2 separate regions of the Sus scrofa genome follow, and region 1 is linked to region 2. Evidence: chromatin contacts called from public Hi-C data. All regions are on one chromosome and are shown on one strand. The core of a region is the stretch at or near the end of the contact, and the rest is flanking DNA. Distances in the headings are between cores, read along the strand shown.

Region 1 (4,776 bases), core at 1,918-4,417, 400 kb after region 2:
GCCTGTTTGTTGTAAGGTCAGTTTTCCTTGTCCAAAATGTCTTGTTCTTGATTAATAATTTGGTGGAGTATAAATATCTATATTCTCCAGTGTTTAAATAAAATAATCTCTCTCTATTCTAGTTTCTGCTATTGCTTTGAACAGTTTCCTTGGTGTTGTTGTTATAAATAATCTAATTTCCCCCCTTAGATTGGTTTTTTGATCCTTTTGCTTTGAATTTTATATAATGGCCTAAGTTTGGATTTATTTTATTTGGTATTCATGATGCCTTCTGAATCTGATGACTTTTTTCTTTATCAATTCTGGAAACATTTTGTAATATTTCCTCTTGTCCAATCCCTCTGGCCTCTCTTCTCAGAACTTTTATTGGAGAATATCTCTTTTATGTTTCATTTTTTTCTTTTGCATTTTTCAACTTTTTATCTCTCTTATGACTTCTTTTTAAATGTCTTTAGATTTATATTCTAATTGACTAATCGTCTCTTCAGCTGTGTCTATTGTTTTAATCCATTCTCTGAATATTTTATCTGTTACTAGTTTTTTTATTTCTAGGAGTTCTATTTTAAATGTCTAACGTTGTTATGGAATCTTGTAGCATGCTTTCATTTTTTTTTTTTTTTTTGTCTTTTTTGGGGCCACACCTGTGGTATATGGAAGTTCCCAGGCTAGGAGAATTGGAGCTTCAGCTGCTGACTATGGCACAGCCACAGCAACACAGGACTCAAGCCATGTCTGCAACCTACACCACAGCTCATGGCAATGCCAGATCCCTTAACCATTGAGCAAGGCCAGGGATAAAACCCATGTCCTCATGGATGCTAGTTGGATTCGTTTCTGCTGTACCACAACAGGAACTCTTGCATGCTTCGATTTTGATTTGTGTTTTATTTCTTTTAGACAGATATTTTATAGTCTTTATCAAACAATGATACTATCTGAACTTTCTTAAGATCTGCCTTTTTCCTTATGATGGCTTTTTTCCTTGTGGTTTTAAAATGTTGGGCTTGTGAGCTCATTTTTGACAAGGCTTTATCCGTGAGGATTGTAAGGCCACTGTTGAGAATGGCTTCTTCAAGAGAAGTTTTGCATTTGTTTCTCCTATCAGTTTCTCAGGTTTTACCAACCCAGGGCCAGTTTTGCCTCCTTATTGTTCAGTTTTAGATTTCTTTTACTGGTTCCTGTGTATTTCTCTAATTTTCTTGTGAACTTATTTATGCATTTAAAAGGAGGTTATTAATATTTTATCTAACCTGTCAAGGATTTTGTTGTGGAAAGATTTTTGGTTTTTGTTTTTTAAATTTGTAGTCTGTCATATTCTCCCAAACAGAACCTCCAAGACAGTTCTTTTTCTTCTAATTTTATATTTTATAGATAAACACGCTTGAAATCTGAGGGTAGTTTCAGTAAAACTTCAAACTAGAGTGTACTAGTTATTCTGATCCTAATCACCAGTTCTACAAATTATGTTATTTCATTTGACCCTGGTACCATCTTAGCTTAGGTTCCATCAAAACTTGATCCTGAGGCAAGCATTTGGGCACAAGAGGTAATACCAGGCAGCACAGTGAAGGAGTGAGACAGATAAAAGAGGAAAGCCTAAAAGGTGTGTTAATAAGTGAGTTCCCACCATGGTCAGCCAGGGTTCAAGTCCAATGTGTAGAACATACCTTATAATTATCTCACCAAAGGCCAAAGGAAGCGTGGGTATCCAGCAACTCCCATACCTAATCAGCTGACAAGTGCTCCTGGGATCAGGAATTCCCTGGCAGTTTCAGCCTATCATGTGCATGGGCAGAGTATATTCCTGGAGTCACAGAAAGATGCTCCTGCAGCAAGGAGATGCAGATGTTTGATACAGGAAGTCAATGACCAGTACAGAAATTCTTTAGTGAAGAAGCTGCCTCTCTGACTTTAAGGTGGGCTGAGGGGATCTATATTTGCTTGTGTTCTACATTAAATTCATTTGATTCTCTAAACTGAAGTTTGTTCCAAGGATGTAATTGATAATTATTATCACCCTCCCCTACTACCATTTTGTATTTGCTCACCTTTGGCCAGAACTTTTGCCGGCCTAGGGAACTAGCCCAATGGAGTGATCTGGATCTTCATCTCCGAGGGGTCTGAGTCCTTAGTTACTGTGTCCTTGTCAGGCCATGGCTGCTATGGATGTCACTATGAATAGCAAACTAAAAGATGGCCCAGTGAAGAGTCATTCCCTTTTTCTATAGCAGCAAGCTTAGTCTCTCATGGTGATTGGAGTCAATTACTCTTACTCGTGTATCAACTCCTTTCTTCTTCCTACTGATCTACCAGTATGAGCCCAAATTATCCAAATGGTAAGTGTGATTTTAAATTTAGTAGGAATTTTGCTGTGTGCTTTGATTGAGGCATCTCATCTCACTCTTCTAGGAATCAGAACCTCTAATCCATGAGGGTGTAGTGTTTCAGTAACCAGAAGCATAGTGGATCCCTGGAAGTGACGGTTAAGAAAAAAAAAAAAAAAGTTATTTTCTCTTGATTTCTAGACCTATGTCTTCTAGCTATCAGGGACATAGCACCATATGTCGACCTTTGGCTCAACATAGATAGTACATCATCAAACATGACTATCACCCCACACAGAAAGGTGTTGTCTGCAAGCCAGAGGCCACGTCAGTGTTCTCTTAGGCCAGCAGCTTCCAGGTAATGTGCTGTATTATAGAACCAGTAGACACATGTCCATTGTTTTGTCCTCTTCTCCATAAAATTGATGTAGGGAGATAATATATTAGATCTTTTCTTGGTACCTCAGACACTCAGTGAGTCTTCAGATAATGGTGCTGGTAGAGGTACTGTGGTCAGAAAAGGCAAACATTTCCATATAGATTATGTATTATGTAGAAATTCTCTCTCAAAAAAGAATTGCTGCCCTATCCAGAGTGGAAAGATTTGATGTCTTCAGCTTGCCTCCACATGGCTTGTTGGTCTCTCTGATGGGGGTTCCTCATTGGTCTCTGCTGCTGCCAGGGGAGAATTTAAACAACAGCAGCACCTAGATCAGTTTTAATGAGAAGTTTGTGTGGTTAAGACCTATAAATAGTCATTATCCTTGTCACCATAGTTACTCTGTTCATGAACTCATTGTGCAAGCACTTGGGTGTCCCAGGACAGAAGCTGGCTGATATCCACTATGTGAGTCACCCTGTTCAACAGATTGTTCTGTGCTTCCTCAGAGATGGACAGGCACTTAATAGATATTGACATGAGAAAAAAAAAATCTGCACCCATTGTGGCTACTCCTAATGGTCTAACATGCCTCTTCCCCAGGTTTTCTTTTCTCCAGTATCCTCATCTTGCTCCTTCCAGATTCCTGACCCACCAGCCAAGTCATTTTTCACTGCCCATGAATTTATCCTTAGCTCAGGACATTTCTCCCTCCACACAAGGTCAATGACTAAATGTAGCATTAAAAGCTCTACATGCTGAGCTTTTCCTGTCCTTAAAGGTCACCGGTGTGTGAGACTTTAATGCCGCAGCCCCAGTCTTTTTTCTGCTTGTACCATCATATGTACTAATCTGCTTCATCTGTGACTTAGGCTTGAGTATTTCCCTCTTCATCTTCTCTGGGTTCAAGGAACCTCCAACAAGGCCACAGGTATGGGCTGAGGGAGAAACACTACTGTATCTGGGTAGGTGACATGTGGGAGGAAGCTATCTGTTTACATTTGATGCTTATGCCCCCTGAACCTGTTTGGTCTGATCCCAAATATATCTCTCATCAAACAATTGATTTCTTCTGTGCCTATCCAAATCTATGGCTCTAGGAATCTGATAACATCCAGATCACTATTGGAATGCTCTGGTTTAGAGCTATCTGATGTCTCATGACCAGGGGTGTCTACCCAGCATCATGCCTGAAGCTGCTTTTTGAATGGAGAGCAGTTATCTTTTGCAGACAGCATGAACTTGCTCCAGAACTCTGAATGAGTCTATGCTGAGACTTAACATTGGGCTTTGGCAGAAATTTCAACAGCATTCTTATTTTACTTCTGTCCCACAGGGGTCTTCCTGAGTGACAAGAGACCTTGTGCTCCAGACCGAATGTTTTGCAGAGCCCTTGATTGCTCCAGGTACCACTCAAAACTGGTAGTCTCTCTAGTCACCTGATAAAAGAGTTGGAGCTGTATTTCCAAATATGGTTTATGGTGTCTCCAAAAAGTTCTCCTAAGGACTGTGCCTTTCTTAGTAGTAGGAGGTATAAGGCACAATAACTTATCTTTCACCTTGGAGGAGGTTTCCTAAACAGGACCTCAGAACTTCACTGATTTAAAAAGCCCCTCAATGTTTGGAGGGTTAATAACCCTCCCTCACTCTCTGCCATGAATTTATCTTTCCAGGGCATAAAGACATTTGACCATTTCCTGCTAAGAGTCTTCACATAATGTCAGCAGTATAGCATGATATCCATATAGATTATGTATTCAGGGACCAGGTATTTAGGGACCAGGAACAAGATGAGCACATGCAGTTCACTGGACTCACTCTCAGGTAGATTTGGGATGGGACACTATTTATCACCTGGCCTCCACTTGCCTCATGCTAACAGGGAGACCATGATGGTATTTTGCCCACTATTATTACTGTAAGCTCAGTTCCTACATCCAATAGCCCTTGAAAGATCTGAGTAGTACCCTCCATAGGTCTCTCTGGGTGAGTGTTGGGGTATAACTATTGTATATACTTAAATGATGGCAATGCAGAGTTGTTCCTCAAAGGGAACTGTTCTCTTTTTCAATC
Region 2 (4,404 bases), core at 265-2,764:
TTTAACAACATTATATAGTGTTTTTCATTTTTGAAGAACTTAAAGCTTGCATAATTTTATATAGTGTTGAGTAAAACCATTAAACAGATGTATTTGATCCACATGTGTTTACCTATAAATGCCATACTATTAATGGTCCCTTAAATTTATGTAGTGATGATAACAATAATTCTGTACATTTGCATAGTGCTTAAAATTCCTTTACAAATTTTTCAATTTTCGAGGACTGGGTCCATTTTTTTTTTCATCATATGCTCCTTTAACCTCTATTCTTGAAAAAATAAAGTAAGAAATTGGGACACTAAACTTCTTTAACATTAGTTTAAAGAAAAAAATACTTTTCTATTGCAGAGGAAACATATAGTCAGGAGGAAGTATAAAATTAATTCCTGTTGTAATAGTAATTGCATGATAACATTAGCTGTAAAAGAAATCATGTGAGAGTCTGATACCATTAAAATTAGTTGATTTCAGTAGGACACAAATGGTACGGATCCTTTTTGGTGGTGGGGAAGAAATTTGTCTTTTCCTGAGAGGTTTTACAGGTGAAAATAAGGCAGAAATCACGTTTTGTTATTAAGCTATTTAGAAATGCAATTTCTGCCTTATTTTCACCTGTAAAACCTCTTAGGAAAAGACAAATTTCTACCAGCTAAAAGAAAAACAACAAAACCTTGTCATTTAATTTTTTCATTGCACAAACTATAGGATTCCAGATGGTGGTGCTGTTTTCATGAAAGAAAACATTTCTATAAATCTGTTTCTTTTTTAGAGATAAATGATTATAATTGCTCTTTTATTTGCAAATTGAGCTGTTAAAGCAACAATGCCATACAGATACAATTTCTCTTAATCTTTAAAAAGCTACTGCTTTCAATTTGGGATTATTTTAATCTATAGTGATTAATCAGCAACGTGCTTAGCAAAAAGATAGTGGTATATTTATTTATGGCAGGTAGTAACATAAAAATGTGCATCATCATTCTTTATATTTGAAAAGCAAAATGTGCAGAGAATGCTCTTATCTTTGCAAACCACAGTGCTATATTAATGAAGATTAAAAAAAATACCTATAGAAAAGGTACAAAAATTTAAGGTGGTTAAAATGGCAATATTATTCAAATTCAAGGAAGCAGACTGTTAAAACCACACATTACATAAGTCCCAACAGTACTGCTTTTTAGATAATGTTTTGTTGTTATTTGTTTTCTTCAATTTTGCCTCCTTGATGTGAGAGTCATAAGGAGAGAAAAGTGTTTATGTATTTTTATTTTTAAAAGAAAATTCCTTTCTTTCTATAAAGCTTTCGATCTGAAATAATTCCTAAATACCTGTATTTGTCTCTCTGAATACCTGTGGATGCTTAATGGGAAAAACATTACCATGTATTTACTTAAATTAGAGAAATACCAATGTTTCTCGCAGAAGATCTGCAGCAGTTCTGTGTCTGGGCAGAGAGTTGTTTCTGGTGTGGAGATTGTCCCTGGCAGAAGCCCATTTTAAAATGAGGACAGCTGGGACTTGGGCTGAGTAAATTGGGCCTTGCTTCTCTGTGACACCTCAAGGAGAAAGTTAATGACAGGAGCTGAGCTCTGCTGGAATAAAAAGATAAGATGACCATTTCAATCCACTTCTGGCATCAAGGAGACCTCCCCAATTACACGTGCACAGAAAGACTCCTAGGGGTCAGAAAGGGAGGGTACCCCAAGCCATATTAAGTCCCGATAACCCCAGAACACTTTGCTCTGGAACCCATCTTGCCCAAAGTGCACACATATCAGAGAGGGCCCTGGGTCCAGTCAGGTGTGAGAAACAAAACAAGATAATTGGCCTAAGGAAAGCAAAGACCCAGAAGAACTGTCCTATGTAAGTGATTTAAATCACCTCTCTGGCACACTCCTCACTGAGGACCCCCTCACCTGAGCGCCTCCGTTGGGTGTGTATTACCACTTTGCTTCTGCCTTAGATAAACAGACTACTTCTCTGTGTGCTCTCCCACCTGGTATACTGTATAAACCGGTACAGGTATAAACTTTATACCTGTTTTTACAATCGTCGCCTCCTTAAAACATTCTTCCTTTCAACAGGGAGCAAGAATCAGGGCAATTCTACTTTCAGCCTCTCTCCTGTCTAGTGGCTAGGCTTCTTGGGCCTGCCCAGGTTCAATTCCTGAGCAGAGAATTAAGATCTCACTTCAAGCCATCACTCACTGCTGTCTCTCCGAGATCACTTAGGCTTATCTCCTCCTGATTGCAGGACAACTGCTATAACCTAGGTGTGCCTCATTAAATAGAAGAAGAGTCATTTCATTCCTTGAGTTATTTGTAAGGAAAATCTTTCCCTGAAGGACCACTACCCCAACCCCAGCAGACCTGCTTTCATGTATCTTGTATTTTTAGCCATGTACAGCACATGCTCATGCCTAAACCAGGATTGGCTTAGATCAATAAAAATTCACCTCCTGGAGGTAGAAAGGACCCAGATATCCAAATCTCAATGAAATTGGATTCTATTAGCAATAAAGAATGGGAAGAAGGAATGACAGTTTTGTAGGCTACCAACGGGGCCAGCCATGTTGGTAAATGGTGATTATTTGATATCACCATGCCCATAGGCTAGGATCAAAAACATATTGCATGGCTATTAACATCCTGTACCTCTAAGAGATGTCATTGATTAACAATGATGTGGCTCTTTAATGAGTCACTTATTCAACATCAGATATTACTTTTTTTTTTTTTTTTGCAAGAATAATACAAATAACTCCACCACCACCTCCAATTTGGGCTTAAATTGCCAACATGATGCCCCTTTACTCACAAATATTTAAGAAAGTAATTCCTACAAACATGGATATTCTTCTGCAGAACTACAATACATCCATCAAAATCAAGAAATTAACACCAGTACATTATTACTTCCATCTAATTCTCAGAAACTTTTAGAAGTTTAAATTAGGACTGACTTTACCTCTTGTCCCAATAATGTTTTTTATAACTATAGGAACCAATTCAAGATTGTGTGTTGCATTTAGTTGTGGCCTTCAATTGGGAAGAGTATTCCTCAGTCTTTCCTCGACTCTCATGACCTTGACACTCTTGATGATTATGGGCCAATTAGTTTTTAGAGTATTTCCTAGTTTGGGTTTATCTGATGTTTCCTCATGATTAGATTCAAGTAAAGCATTTTTGGCAGCAGTATCACAGAAAGGATGCTGCAATCTTATTGTATAGCACAGAGAATTATATCCAGTCTCTTGGGATAGAACATGATGGAAGAGATGAGAAAAAGAATGATTATATATGTATGCCTGGGTCATTTTGCTATATAGCAGAAAGTGGCACAATACTGTAAATCAACTGTGTGCCAATAAAAATATGTATTATTTATATTATATATTAAGTGTATATATTTATAATTGCATTTATAATATATGACATGTGTTATATGTCAGTACATTTAAAGAAAGCTTTGATTGTAGACAACCCTTATAATTTTATACCCAAATTAAAAAAAAAATAACGCAGTTGCTCATGCATTGTGGCCATATTGATGGTACACATTCCATCCCTTTTTGGTCAGAATTTCTGAGCTTCCTAAGAGGCAAAACTGATTAACAAAAAAAGAAAAAAGTGGAGTTCCCATCGTGGCACAGCAGAAACGAATCCGACTAGGAACAATGAGGTTGCGGGTTCGGTCCCTGGCCTTGCTCAGTGGGTTCAGCACTGCCGTGAGCTGTGGTGTACTTTGCAGACACGGCTCAGATCCCACATTGCTGTGGCTCTGGCGTAGGCCGGCGGCTACAGCTCCAGTTAGACCCCTAGCCTGGGAACCTCCATATGCTGCAGGTGTGGCCCTCAAAAGACAAAAAGACAGAAAAAAAAAAAGAAGAAGAGAAAAGTATATTCACTTCTCTTCTTTGAGCAGATTGAGATGCATATCTGGTTCAAAAGAGAACCTAGGTGAAGTGGTGAAAAGTCAGAGGTATGTTGGGAAGTGATATATCTACATGGAGGTTTTTTGTTTTTTGTTTTTTTCCAGAAAGTAGTACTTTACACACACTAGACAGTAAGTATTTGTTGAATAACATTGAATTTTAGGGTAGAGCACAATGAAAAACATTTGGTGAGCATCAAATCAAAAGAAACAGGAATAGAAAATCATTGTGGCAGAAGACCAAAGAATTACCAGCCAGATGGAAGAAATAGATGATGTTTTCTTACTGTAGATTATAAAACCAAGACTAAGGCATGATATTACAGAATTAGAAAGAATATGGTGTACTTTTTACTTCACTGCTCCATAGTTTAATCTCTTGAGCGGCTCTGAAGGCCACCCTGTCCTGATTTCTGAGCAGAAAGAAGGAACCTATTTATTAAGGTGATACATCAGGATCCTTGTGAA

What was found. Hi-C and Micro-C count contacts between places; a contact is called where the count stands out from the background.
Region 1: a contact with region 2 is called in a Hi-C map of skeletal muscle, with 3 times the contacts expected there. A contact is called at or near these places in 18 of 47 Hi-C or Micro-C datasets (blood, embryonic fibroblasts, epiblast stem cells and 11 more) and 1 of 2 datasets of targeted methods (skeletal muscle).

The regions. Positions count from the first base shown.
Region 1 is chr5:77,376,319-77,381,094 of Sscrofa11.1, forward strand. LOC106510390 (a long non-coding RNA gene) reads left to right here. Exons shown (of 13, transcript XR_002344176.1): 8 at 4,040-4,109. Among named protein-coding and RNA genes, the nearest start is that of SLC38A4, 110 kb to the right of the region's middle.
Region 2 is chr5:76,977,242-76,981,645 of Sscrofa11.1, forward strand. The region is part of intron 2 of LOC106510388 (a long non-coding RNA gene); the gene reads left to right. Among named protein-coding and RNA genes, the nearest start is that of SLC38A1, 97 kb to the right of the region's middle.